Linked DNA regions of Mus musculus: regions 2 and 3 are each linked to region 1. Evidence: chromatin contacts called from public promoter capture Hi-C data. All regions are on one chromosome and are shown on one strand. The core of a region is the stretch at or near the end of the contact, and the rest is flanking DNA. Distances in the headings are between cores, read along the strand shown.

The links. Promoter capture Hi-C pulls out the DNA fragments that hold promoters and counts their contacts.
Region 2: a promoter capture Hi-C map of hippocampal neurons shows a contact between it and region 1, with 2.9 times the contacts expected there. The contact joins the promoter of Zpr1 here to the enhancer-like site in region 1. A contact is called at or near these places in 8 of 39 promoter capture datasets (the C10 cell line, cranial neural crest, embryonic stem cells and 4 more), 4 of 115 datasets of contacts at active chromatin or transcription factors (astrocytes, differentiating embryonic stem cells, embryonic stem cells and 1 more) and 2 of 9 other capture datasets (adipose tissue and liver).
Region 3: a contact with region 1 is called in a promoter capture Hi-C map of hippocampal neurons, with 2.2 times the contacts expected there. The contact joins the promoter of Sik3 here to the enhancer-like site in region 1. A contact is called at or near these places in 3 of 39 promoter capture datasets (the 3T3-L1 cell line, hippocampal neurons and pre-B cells) and 3 of 115 datasets of contacts at active chromatin or transcription factors (extraembryonic endoderm stem cells, large pre-B cells and pro-B cells).

Annotation. Positions count from the first base shown.
Region 1 is chr9:48,503,501-48,507,574 of GRCm38.p6, reverse strand. No RefSeq gene overlaps it. Among named protein-coding and RNA genes, the nearest start is that of Gm5617, 10 kb to the right of the region's middle. Within about 2 kb of position 2,619, at least 16 of the 459 cell types and tissues checked have an H3K27ac peak or open chromatin away from gene starts, as enhancers often do. A contact at or near this core is called in hippocampal neurons, where this site is marked.
Region 2 is chr9:46,270,836-46,275,519 of GRCm38.p6, reverse strand. Zpr1 (ZPR1 zinc finger) reads right to left here and starts at 2,456. Exons shown (of 14, transcript NM_011752.2): 1 at 2,153-2,456; 2 at 1,881-2,042; 3 at 1,374-1,464; 4 at 793-863; 5 at 70-156. The coding sequence starts at 2,323. Apoa5 (apolipoprotein A-V) reads right to left here. Exons shown (of 4, transcript NM_080434.4): 4 at 3,599-4,684.
Region 3 is chr9:46,010,471-46,014,564 of GRCm38.p6, reverse strand. It overlaps Sik3 (SIK family kinase 3), which reads right to left and starts at 1,745. Exons shown (of 25, transcript NM_027498.3): 1 at 1,435-1,745. The coding sequence starts at 1,707. It also overlaps a transcript of Pafah1b2 not described here.

The DNA of each region.
Region 1 (4,074 bases), core at 1,370-3,869:
CTATGGTCCAGGAGCTTCCGTGGTTCAGTACAGGAATCAACATAGGGGTTAGGGGGAAAGCTCAGTGGTTAGAGTTTGGATCCCAGCACTTACGTAACAAACCAGGTGTCCAGCAAGCACCAAGGAAGCCAAGAGTCATGTGACTTCTGTGAACACATGCTTACAACATCCACAGACATACCCACACAAGTAAATTAGTCTTAAAAAGAGCATTGTAGAGGAGGTTGGTGCTGTTCCCCAGCTCCTGGCTCACATGTGCCGAGATCCTGAACTCCCGAAAGGATCTCTTTAAATGAAGACACTGAGAGCCTATTCTCAGTCCGTTACAACTGTTGCAATCACACGTTACTCCTGAGGCTTTCTAAAATTTAAAAAATGAAAAGACAAAATGTCATGGTGCAGAATAAGACAGGATGACTTACTGTTTACTTTTTAAATTAAACAGAAAAAGGGTGTTTGCCACACAAACCTAACAACTTGAGTTCCATACCCAGAACTCAAAATGGAAGGAGGTCATGTGTATTTGTGTGTATGTGCATGTGCAAAGAGATACACACATATCAAGATATACACACACACACACACACACACACACACACACACACACACACACATACACACACACAAATAAAACTCAAAATTCAGGTTTAGGTATTTGCTACTTCATGGAAAGTATATACTGAAGCATGCACTAAGAGGTTTGAGTCAGCTCTTGGACTTGTATTCAGGTCTTATCTTTAAGATAAACGATGTGCTTTCAGACAGTCCAATATTTGACACTCATTTGAGTCTCTTAGCTATGTTTCATTTGACTAAAGAAGAGATGTCCATGAGGCTGGGCAGTGGTGGTGCATGCCTTTAATCCCAGCACTTGGGAGGCAGAGGCAGGCGAATTTCTGAGTTCGAGGCCAGCCTGGTCTACAGAGTGAGTTCCAGGACAGCCAAGGCTACACAGAGAAACCCTGTCTCGAAAAAACCACACCCGTCAACCCCTCCCCCCCCACCACCAAAAGAAGATGTCCATGTCTAAAGAAGGGACAACATATAAGAAGAGAACTATCATGTGTTGGTCTTTGAACTACACGCTCTCAGTGGCTGCAGATATGCTGCTGACATAGTTCTGTGTAGTGTTTGCCTAATATTCACAAAGTCCAGGGTTGGATACCCAGTACTACATCATACGGGGGTGTGGTGGTACACACCTGTAATACCAAGCACATCAGAGGTGGAAGCAAGAAGATCAGAAGTTCAATGCCACCCTTGGCTACATATTGAGTTTGAGTTTGAAGTCAGTCTGGGTATACAAGACCCTGTGTCAGTCACTTTTCCCTTGCTGTGATAAAACACCATGACCAAAAGCAACTTATGGAAGAACTAGTTTATTTTGGCTTATGGTTCCACGGTGGGGCAGCATGGCAGTGAGCAGCAGGCATGGCAGCAGGACCTGGAAGCTAAGAGGTCATGTCTTCAAGCCCAGACATGAAGTGGAGAGGGCCAACTGGGACTACAGTGGGGCTGTGTATTCATGAAGCCCATGCTACTGATGTACTTCCTCTAGTAACTCCATGCCTCCCAAACTCCCCAAAGAGAGCCATCCACTTGGAACCAAGGGTTCAAATACCCAAGCCTATGTGGGGCATTTCTTATTTAAACCACCACAGACTCCGGGTCTCAATAAAACAACAACAACAACAACAAAACAAAAAACCTGTAACTTCAAAATACATACTTATGGAAAGAGCAAGTTTTATGAAATTACCTATAAACCAAGGACAAATGGTCATGGTCCCTTTGGTTTATTGTGAACCAATGTTTGAACTTGATACTGAGGGAGGGACTTCTGGGTTAGAAATAGCGTGTGTGTGTGTGTGTGTGTGTGTGTGTGTGTGTGTGTGTGTGAGAGAGAGAGAGAGAGATGCCCAGGCTCCCTGAAATTATTGTGTTCATAAGATTATGTACATTTTCCCCCAGAAATTGTATCTGTTCCCTCTTGGTTTGCTTGCTTGTTTTATTTAATGTTTGCCCTTCTGGGGATTAGATTAGCAATAGCAAGGGTCTTCTGTACACAACTGCTGTGATCAATAGGGGAAAAATGGAATCTGTTTTCTTCTGTGGCCATGGGCGTGTGAGAAAGGATTAGCTTGGCTACCTGACTTTTGCAATTTAATGGATGTATTTGTGGTGGGATATTAGCGGTGACTTGTCTTGATCCAGAAATGCTAAATTTTTTAAAACCTGGACTATGTTTTCGAAAATTCAAGATGCATTTAGCAAAGCAAGGAAAAATAAATTCAGGCTGCTAGCTTGGCAGCCGGTGTGGATACAGTATTCTGCTCTGTTTACTCTGTCAGGAAGCCAGTTCCATTTGATTAAATTCTGAAATTAGAATGCATGCACGCTGGAAGATACCAAGCAGCTTCGTGCTTTTCCCCATACGGAAAATCTGATTAAGGAAATGAACTCAGAAACTGTAGCGCCAGAAGAGATCAATGCAACAGCTGTATTCAACCAGGCTCGATGGGTTAGACCTTTACTTTATTAAAATGGATGGCTTTAGCAGAGAAACTGTGTCCACATCACAGTGCTGTTATATGGCTCTGAGCTCGGTCCCAGAAAAGAGCCAAGTTGGAGCTGCCACCCAATATTGTGGCAGTGGAGCAAGTGCAGATCTGTTCTCACTCCACAAAGCTAAAATTAAGCCAAAGGAGAGATAATTAAAGAATTTATATGCACAGTCTTCTCACATCAACATACTGGATTCTTTTCAAAATTGCTGCTATGTTCTAATTTGGCAGATCTTCCAGAATAAACTACACAAAAAACAATCTCAAAAGTCTCTGTGAGGTGGCCACTGACAGTGGAGTGGCCCATGAATACTAATTTATATGTGAAATACAGTTAAAGAGTCGACAAGGCTAGATAACTCACAAAAAGAATTTCATTGTTCTTCATTACATGGTTGCCAGAGAGGAAAATACGCGTTTATTACAAAATACTTAAATTATTGCCTATGAATACCAACTCTTGATTTGTCTACAGAGGGTCGGTTAATGGACACTAGGTGTAAAGAAGTGTGTCCTGAGAGATGTTGAGGTGGGGAATAACCTCATATGCATTTATGGCACAGGTCATTATTGTGGGCACTACATTCCAGGATGCAATCCTTGGGCTTTATGTGTTAAGAAACTGTTTCTAAGAACTTACAAATATGATCAGATTCTTTGGAACACTTTCATGCCAAACAAGAAGCTGGTACAAAAAGCAGAATGCTGACACTTCGAAATGCTCAGAGGAGCGCTGAGCACAGACATGCTATACTATACTGTATGCTATATGCTATATATGATATATGATATACTATATAGATGTTTTCTTGGTCAGCTTGGCACAAGGGCTTGAAAAGCTGAGGGACCTCATTTGTTCGTCCTATGTATCTAAGACCATTCCCTCAGATTAAGTGATGTGTATCTTCTGACTTTATTAAAATGTAATTTATTTATAATAAATGCATTTATTAAAATTGTACTGCTTGATGAGTTTTGACCATGGTACTCAAGTAATAATCATCACCATTCAATGTAGGATGTTCTCATTCTTCATACAATTTCTATTTTTTTCCCCACTCAAACTTCATCCTCAAGCAATCATAGATTGACTTTGGCCAAGATAAAATGTAGATGAATTTGTATAATAAAATTTCATATCTAGTTTTTAATTGTATAGAACAAAAATGTGCTTGTAACACTGGTGAAATTCCCACAGCCAAATATTCAGAAACATTTAAGTGTCTACCTGGGATGGCAAAAGGAGGCGTGGCAAGCACAATGGCTTGAGGGGTCAGGCAGGTAACTGAAACGTGTGATAGAAGTAAGGAGAGATAATGGAAAATTCATGTCCTGTCACAAGGCATTCAGGTGTAGTTTTAGTTTAAATATGTGCTGGCAAAATGGAGTCAAGAAAATAAGCAAGTCACAGAATATGTGTAGAATACATTACTTGTATTGTTCTAAAGCAGGTGGAACACTTTATATTACACTTAGGGATGTGCATAGAGTGAAAGTGAGTTAAACATAA
Region 2 (4,684 bases), core at 1,207-3,706, 2.2 Mb after region 1:
ATCAGTCAGTGCCAAGGGATGCTCGCCTCCTCCTTACACTGAAAGTGGCTGCAGTAGCCCAGTACTTACCAGTGTGAAAGGGGAAGCCATTTGCTTTAGGTCCTTCAGTTTGCCAATGAACTCATCAATTCTCTCTGCGATGGCACCTTCCACTGCCTGTCAGGAACAGGATGAAAACTGCAGACTTGGCAGTACACCCCACACCCCAACCCTCCAACAGCCATATCCCTCCAGTCAGATCCTTAACATCCACTTAGACTGGGAGCACAGGGACCTGAATTTTATAGTGAGACACAAGAAGCTCATCTGAAGTTTATAAACGATGCTGGGGGTTAGGAGGCGGGCTTATTTTCTTATTTATTATTCCACTGCACTGTAACTTCGTCTCAGTGGGGAACTGTTGTAACAGTGGGGAACTGTTGCTTCTGGCTCACAAAGGTATCTGCCATCACATTTACATCTTACATCACACGGGCACATAACACATAATTAAAAAGAAATTCCTTTAAAAATCCAAAATTCTGTTATGCCTCTCTAGCCAGTTAGAGACAGACAGCAGCAATGTGCAATGACATTATTTCTATAATAACAAGTACAGATATAAAAGAATCCTCAGGAAGCTGTAGAGAAGCCGAAGACTCTTCAAGATAATGTGACATTATCTGAAGTGCAGGAGGGCACACCGAGACGTGGGCTGGGGACAGCACAACATGGAGAACTAGCTCCTTTATGTGCTCAATCAAAAAGTTCCCCAACATTTGGTCTGATACAGTTTGACTCATCCCTACTCACCCGTCGTGTGGGCTGATCCTGTTCCAGGCCAGAGATCGCACGGCTGATGAGTCCTTCAACAGTGGTCAGAGCTTGTGGTAAATGAAACATGAGACAAGTGAGTGCTGACGTGCTATCACTTGTCTGTGTGACCCTCAACACTTTCCCTGAACTCTGCAGGCCTCCTTCTCCTCATCTATAAAGCTCTAAACTAAGCACACCGTGGTCTGTCTCACTACTGGACTCTTAAGAGATTTAATTAGACGGGCAGTGGTGGTGCAGGCCTTTGATCCCAGCACTTGGGAGGCAGAGGCAGGCAGATTTCCGAGTTTGAGGCCAGCCTAGTCTACAGAGTGAGTTCCAGGACAGCCAGGGCTACATAGGGAAACCCTAAAAACCAACAAAACAAAACAAAACAAAACAAAAGAGAGAGAGAGATTAACTATAACTTTTTACTCACATTAAAACATGAAAATCCACTATAATTAAATGACCAAACACAAGCCACTAGGCGTGACCTGGACCAGGCTTTGAAAGAAAATAGGAAACATCTCAGCTTGTGAACAGCTCACACACCTCACACACCTGATCTTAAAACTCACCTCCCTTCTGGCTGAAGGCTGGAATCTCAAAATCCAGCTCGGGGATCCTTGTGGTGGCAGAGTCTGTCTTTACCACTTCTCTGTTCATGTCCTGGACAGAAAGCAAACCGTTCTAGCTAAAGAGGTCAGCAATAAAGCTTGGGAAATAACCAGACCATCTCTCCATCAGATGCCAACCCAGATCTTTCTTCTTCCCGCCTTCCATTCAGAAGAGTCCAAACTACTTCAGGATAGTACACATGGTGTCAGCCTGACTACCCAGAAGGTAAGAACACCACCCACAAAGCCCAGCTCTTCCACATAAATCCCATCACTCCCACAAAATTCGCAAAGCACGTTCACCACTCAAAGCAGCAGAACCGAGGCCAGCACCACCGACACCACTGTCAAAGGACGACACTAAGGGCTTGGGACAGGTCTGGTGAAGGGCTGATGGTCCGATTGGGGGCTCTGACCCCCAGTGCGCTCTCTGAAACCGTGGGGGTACCTTCTCTGGTCTGCGCTCACCTCTTGGCTTCTCACGGTCAAGGTGTAGCGCACTCCCTGGTCCTGGATCCTGCCTGCAGACTGGATCTCCGTGTTGTTCCAGCCACAGTGTTCGCAGGAAAAGGAGCTCACGATGATTTCTCTAAAGAAGGGGATCTTGGTGAGCAGAAGTCGCGTCGTGCCCTAGGGAAGCAGAAGCGGCGTTGGGGAGAATGACTTCAGCTTGTTTACACCCTGTACGCCAGAGCTGCCTCTGGGTGCACGGCTGGGTGGTTCCCCGGGCTCAGACTCACGTTCCGGTAACAGTTCATGCACAGTGACTCGATCTCGGTGGGCTGTTGCTCCTCATCCTCGGCGCTGAGGGGCCGGAACAAAGGCCCGGTGGCTGGTGACGCAGCCGCAGCGGGCGAGGGCCCGACGGCGGCCCCCGGGTGTCCCGGCTGCACAGCCCCGCTGGCAGACATCTCCCCACGCGTTGCTCCCGCGGCGGCTTCCGGCTTCCGCGGCCCCTGCGACCTCACTTCCTCCAGCCCCTGTTCCCGCCCCTTCTTAAAGAGGCCGCAGACCCTGCGTTTCCTAGGTCAGTCTCTGACAAAGACTTCCGGTTCCTAGACTGCACTTCCGTAACTAGAGAAGACCCACACTGGGCTGGAGAGATGGCTCATCGGGTAAGAGCACTGACTGCTCTTCCAAAGATCCTGAGTTCAAATCCCAACAATCACATGTTGGCTCACAACCATTCATAATGGGGTCTGACGCCCTCTTCTGGTGTGTCTGAAGACAGCTACTCGTGAGTAGCTCGCTAGTTGTGGCTTCTCTATACGGGTAGCCTGTTTGTCCCCAGGACTCCAGGTCTATGTAAAATGCCCCGGTTGCTTTGGAATCGCCTAGGCTGTGCCCCCACGGGCTGGTGAGATGGCTCAGTGGGTAAGAGCACCCGACTGGTCTTCCAAAGGTCCAAAGTTCCGAGTTCAAATCCCAACAACCACATGGTGGCTCACAACCATCGGTAAGGAGATCTGACTCCCTCTTCTGGAGTGTCTGAAGACAGCTACAGTATAGTTACATATAATAAATAAAATAAATAATTAAAAAAAAAAAACTGTGGCCAGACCTTGCCTGGGTCCCCTCTCCTGTTATCTAGCTTCTCCCCTCCCTGACTCTCTTTCCCCCAGCTCCTCACTTCTGTCCTTTTAAACACCGCCCCTAACTCTAAATACACTGCTCTTCTTTTTACTCATTTTTCTCATTCCCCCCACCGCATTCGCTGTCTTAATCTCTCCTTGTTTCCTAACAAAACACCCTACTTTATCGGGTTTTTTCAAATTTCCTTTCTAGCGCTTCCTCTCTAAGTCTTGGACCACAACCCAGTCACATGGCTGACACTGACTCTATCTACAGGATTGAGGGTAACAAGGGTGTGGTTGCGTGGAGTGCAGCTTCACAGAGGATCTGTAGTGGGGAGGTATCGAGCATCCTGTGCAGAGAAGGCTGAGCTGGGAAGAAAGGGTGCTGAGCTGGGCTTTCCTTCCCCGCCCCTGTCTTGTTTCACTGGTCCCTGGCGATCTTTGATATCTGAGTGAGTGTGTATACGAAAGAGAGTTAAGAGTTCTTAGGTCTCCGAGCATGTTGTTAACCCTAGTACTTAGGAGACAGAGGCAAGTTGATCTCTATTAATGTGAGGCTAACCTGATCTACATAATGTATTCCAGGCCAGCAAATACTCTGTAGTGAGATCTGTCTCAAAGAGAGAGTTTTTATCAATCCCAAGAAGAGAGTCAAGCAGGCATGAGGAATCTGGAACATGGGACCAAGGGTAAGGGGATCCTTCAGGGATTTCAGGGAGAGCATGTTTCCCCATTACACACTCCATCACATGTTCTCTGCATCATGCTCTCCTCCTGCTCCCTTCCAACAAAAGCTCTCATGACAGCCCTGGGGAGACAGGAGTTCCTCTCCGTGGACCAACTGTAACAGCCAGCACCAGGCTGCGAGAATTAATCCACGCTGTCCTGTGATCCGTAGACTGTGGAACAAGACAGCCTCCTCCCCACCCAACCCCATCAAATGTGACAGCCATTGTCTAGCCAGGAGTCCTACGGCAGAACTCGCCCAGAGTGGACCAAGAATGGAAAAGAGACAGAAAGAGCAAGTGAGGGGTACAAGTGGATGGTGGGTGTGTTCTGAGACAGAGGGGAAACAATTGCTCTCAGACATGGTCCAATGAGAGTCACGCCAGACCAACAACGTTCCATCACGAGCATCTATTTCATTCCAACCAAAAGTCAGTTCCACCCTGAGAGTCAGGAGGTAGGGACTGTATGATGAGGAAGGCACACAGTTTGTTCTGTACAGGATTTTTTTAGAAGCCCTCCTTCATCGTGTGGATGGCTCAGTTCCTTATCTGGATTCAGAGTTCTCTAAGGAAATAGGGGCTCTGCCCGGTCCCATCACTGGACCCACCAGCAGGACCACTGGCAGGGACGTACACACTCCATCACATGTTCTCTGCATCATGCTCTCCTCCTGCTCCCTTCCAACAAAAGCTCTCATGACAACCCTGGGGAGACAGGAGTTCCTCTCCATGGACCAACTGTAACAGCCAGCACCAGGCTGCGAGAATTAACAGGAGCCCAACTCCAGGTTGTAGTGGCATGGGTTTCCAGCACGGTCAAGCACTGGCTTGCGGTCAGTCACCCCACACACCATCTCCCACTCCTGTCACCTCACTCTTGCTACTTAGGATTGCCAAATGAGTACCAGAAGCTGGGTTTGCAAAGCCTACTGAGTGTAATGCCCCTGAGTAGGGGAGTTGAGGAGGCTGG
Region 3 (4,094 bases), core at 496-2,995, 2.5 Mb after region 1:
CGCACTTGAGTCTGTCACAGGGCTCTGAAGACTTGAGGCTTGAAGGGGTCCCACCAGAGGAAGTGAAACTGACCAATCACTCTGCCCGCCGCCACCCTCGGAAGAAGGGCCCCTTGTAGTCTTTGACAGAGAGAGGCAAGGAAAGGAACTTTCAGGTTGCCAATAAGCAGGATACGAGGCCCAGATAAGTCCTGGCAGGGAGGGACTGCTATAAAAGCCAAAACAAGGTAGGCTAAGGTAAACAGCGGCCAGGGGGAGGAGGGGAGGGGAGTCCTGGGTCTCCCGGAGGAGCATGCTTAGGTAGTAAAGGTTTTTCATTAGCCAGGCGGAAGAAAAACTCAAGCTACTGTTTTAAATATAAGGAATGACTACTACGTTAAAAGTATCCATTTAAGTGAGGTATTGAGCAAAGACGAGTTGGGAATTCAAATGGGTTTTGTGGCTTCCATCAAAACTGAATGATTTTCCTTGATACTCTCAATGAAGAAAGATAGGTAAAAGTGCTACCCTCTGAGTCCTTTAAAAAATATACTACATGCGTATACATACATGGTTTCCTAACTGACCTTGGCCAGTTTCACTACTACAGCTCCTCAAATCCCTTGGGAACCAAAGGGCCCAAATGAGTGGAATTCTGTCGTGCCAATCCCACGGTTCCCTTCCCTACTGAAAAGCCCACCCCGAGTTCTAAAAAGCCCACCATTTCAGACCCTCTGACAACTAAAAATAACCAGCAAACCATCTTATCCTAAATTGTTTAACCCTTGGTTAGCTAGTGTCACCAGGAACCCTGAGCCTTGGGACATCTGGTCATGGGTCCATTCCATTTTTTTCCCCCTTATTTCCCTGCTTTCTTCACTGACTCTTCCCATAATCAAGTATACTTCCTCAGGCTTACAACTGACACCATCTCCCCGTCTTAAATAATCAAACGTGGATTCCTTTCTCTGGTATAGGTGCCAGGTCCTTCTCTTCCCGGTGTCTTGCACCCCACCGCACACCCTCAGCCCCATGCCCCAGCCGTCCTGGGAAGCCTGAGGCAGCCAGTTTGCGCGTCTCCCCCATCCTGTGGTCCACATTTCATATGCCCCTGCCCTCGTTCTGATGGTTTCCTAATTGCTGGTTCCGGAGTCTTCCTGGCGTGCAGTCCGCCGGCCCCCAGAGAGTTCCAACGCCTCCTTTCCAGTCACCCCCCCCCCCCGACCCTGCGCACAGCCCTGGGGACCTCTCCGATGTCCAGCTGCTAAGTTCCCGGAGCCCCCCCTTCCGGAACCCCTCCGCTCTGAGGTCCCTGCCTTCTCCCGCCAGCACCGGTCCCCACTGCTGACCCTGACCCGAGCCCCGGGGAATCGCGGACTCCCCTGGCCCCACCGCCCTGCTGCAACGCCCCCCGGGCAGCGCAGCCCGCAGCCGCGCGGTCCCCAGCGCCACTACCTTGGCCTTGGTGACGAGGTGCGTGGCCCGCTTGACCACAGCGAAGTTGCCCTTGCCGATGGTGCGGTCGATCTCGTAGTAGCCGATGCGAGCGGCCATCGACCCGCGGGAGGCCGGGGCTGTGGGACGCGCCGGGACGGCGGCCGGGGGCACTGCGGCGGGGGCTGCCGGGGGCCCCGCGGCGGGCGGAGGCAGCAGGCGGCCGGCCGGCCCGGCTCCCCCTGCTCCGGCCACGGCAACCCCGCCAGCTCCGCTCGCCGCCGCCGCCGCCATCTTGTTGTGCAGTGAAACCTCCGGGGCCGCGGGGAGCCGGCCGGGGGGGAGGGGGCGCGGGGGGGCCGAAAGAGGGGGGTTGCCGACAGACGTCACTCCGGGAGGCGGGGCTCCCGCGCCGCCGGGCGCCCGACGCCATGGCAACCGCGCGTCACGTGCGGACGCGCGTCACTGCCCGAAGCCATGGCAACCGTGACCTCACCGGGCGAGCTCGACCTTCCCGCGTGGGTCCCTGTTCCTGAGGCGCCGGCTCCCTAGTGCCCCCCTCTGGGGAACAGGCATTGAAAACGTCGAGGGTCAGCAGCAACTTCTAAGCTTCCGCCGCGCCTAGCGAGGTAGGGATATGAGATGGGGAGACCCCAGAACCAGACTCCCGATGGCCCCTGGTTCGCTGATGGGATCCCTGCTCCGACCTGTGTCCCAGTTCAGTCATCACCAAACCTCCCTTAAAAGGATTTCCTCGTCACCAAAAATACCAGCCTTGTCCCACTTTAGCCCTGGAGGCCACAGAGGCAGGAATAGCTACAGTATTTAAGCAACTGTAACCAAGTTGGTAGCAAGGCAGGGGAATTGTTCAGCAAAAACTCTTACAAAGCCCAGCTCACTTCGTACAATCAATCTAATAAGTCATCGAACACAGAAGAGTGCGGAAATTAGAGTTTGCATATTCAAGGATGTTGAACCCATCCCAAACATGCGTTCCAGTCTTTGGGTGGGTGAGGGCCAGAAAAGGACCGTCATTTTCCTTCCTGCCACCCCTGACTCGGAACAATTCTCCAGCCAGTTGGTCAGAATCTCTTCACTCGTTTTCTGTTGCTGGGTTAGTACTGGTGAAGTGTGTTGCATTCAGGGCCACGTCATGCTTAAAGATGAGCAATCCGTTAAGCAAAACGAGTAACTAATATAAATTCCATCCCTACTAATGACTCTCCAAGGACATTAAGAGTGATCAAATTAATAACCCCTGCAATAAAACTCATATCCCTCTTTCTTCCCTCCTGTTATCTGACATTCCACATCCTGGGCTGTAACTGAGCCTCTCCCCCTCCTCCTTCCTTATTAAGTAGATTGATTTATCTGCCTCTGGTGGGGATAGGAAATTGGGCTGTAAAGGAGAGATAGCCTTTGGTCCGTTAGAAAAGGAAGGAAGAAGGCTGTGTGCATTCCTCTATATAATTGTATCTCATGTATCCAGTGCTATTCTACCCACACCTGTATCTCCCTCCATGGCACAGGAGTATTGTCACATCTCTGTGCAGTATCAAAAAGTGACATCCAGGTCACTGGGTATGTGAGAAAGGAAATACATGCTTACCCTTTCTGACCACAGGTCTTTCCCCAATGTTCTGATTCCCCCCATGTGACATAAGTAATGGCTGGGTCTAGGATGGGACAGAGGGGTCATCCCACAACTGCCTTGAATCAGTTCCCTGGTGGCTATTTCAAATTGCCAGCACAATTAACACTAATTGGCTCCTTTACAAGCAAATAAAGACAGGGATGAAGTGGACCTTGCTTCTTAGGCTGCTTAAACCTATTCATCAAGTGAGATTACGAAATCTGAGATGAATGATTGGGTGTGGCCCTTACAACTTCATGGCCCTTGCTGGAATCTAGCAAAGCCAATAACTTAGGGGCTGGACCTCAGAATGAGGTTTACCATCTCCCTGGAGGTGGGGAGCTCTCCTGGTAAGACAAAGAAAAACAAGCTTTCTCTCTGGAAGGCTTAGAATCAGTACTGAAGCCACTCTTGTCTAGGCTGTGCACCCAGAGTGTCTTCCACTCTTAGACATTTAGACATAATTGGAAAATTTGTTTGTTTTGATCAAATTCTCTCTTCTTCTTCTTCTTCTTCTTCTTCTTTCTCTCTCTCTCTCTCTCTCTCTCTCTCTCTCTCTCTCTGAGACAGTCTCTCTCCATGTAGTCCTGGATATCCTGGAACTGAATACGTAATCAAGCCAGCCTCAAACACACAGATCCACCTGCCTCTGCTTCCCCTGTGCTGGATTAAAGGCTTGTAGCTACCACACCCACACCCAGCTAAGCAAAGTTTCATTTTGCCCTGGCTGATTTCAGAAGTTCTGGGTAACCAAGGACAACCTTGAATCTGTGATCTCTCTGCTTCCACTTCCCAAATACAGGAGTTACAGGTGTGCTCGACCTGTCTTTTTTTGGGTTTTTTTGTTTTTGTTTTTGTTTTGTTTTGTTTTGTTTTTTCGGTTTTTCGAGACAGGGTTTCTCTATATGGCCCTGGCTGTCCTGGAACTCACTCTGTAGACCAGCCTGGCCTCGAACTCAGAAATCCGCCTGCCTCTCCCACCAACGAGTGCTGGGATTAAAGGCGTGCGCCACCACTGCCCAGCAATGTCCTGACCTATCTCATGCAG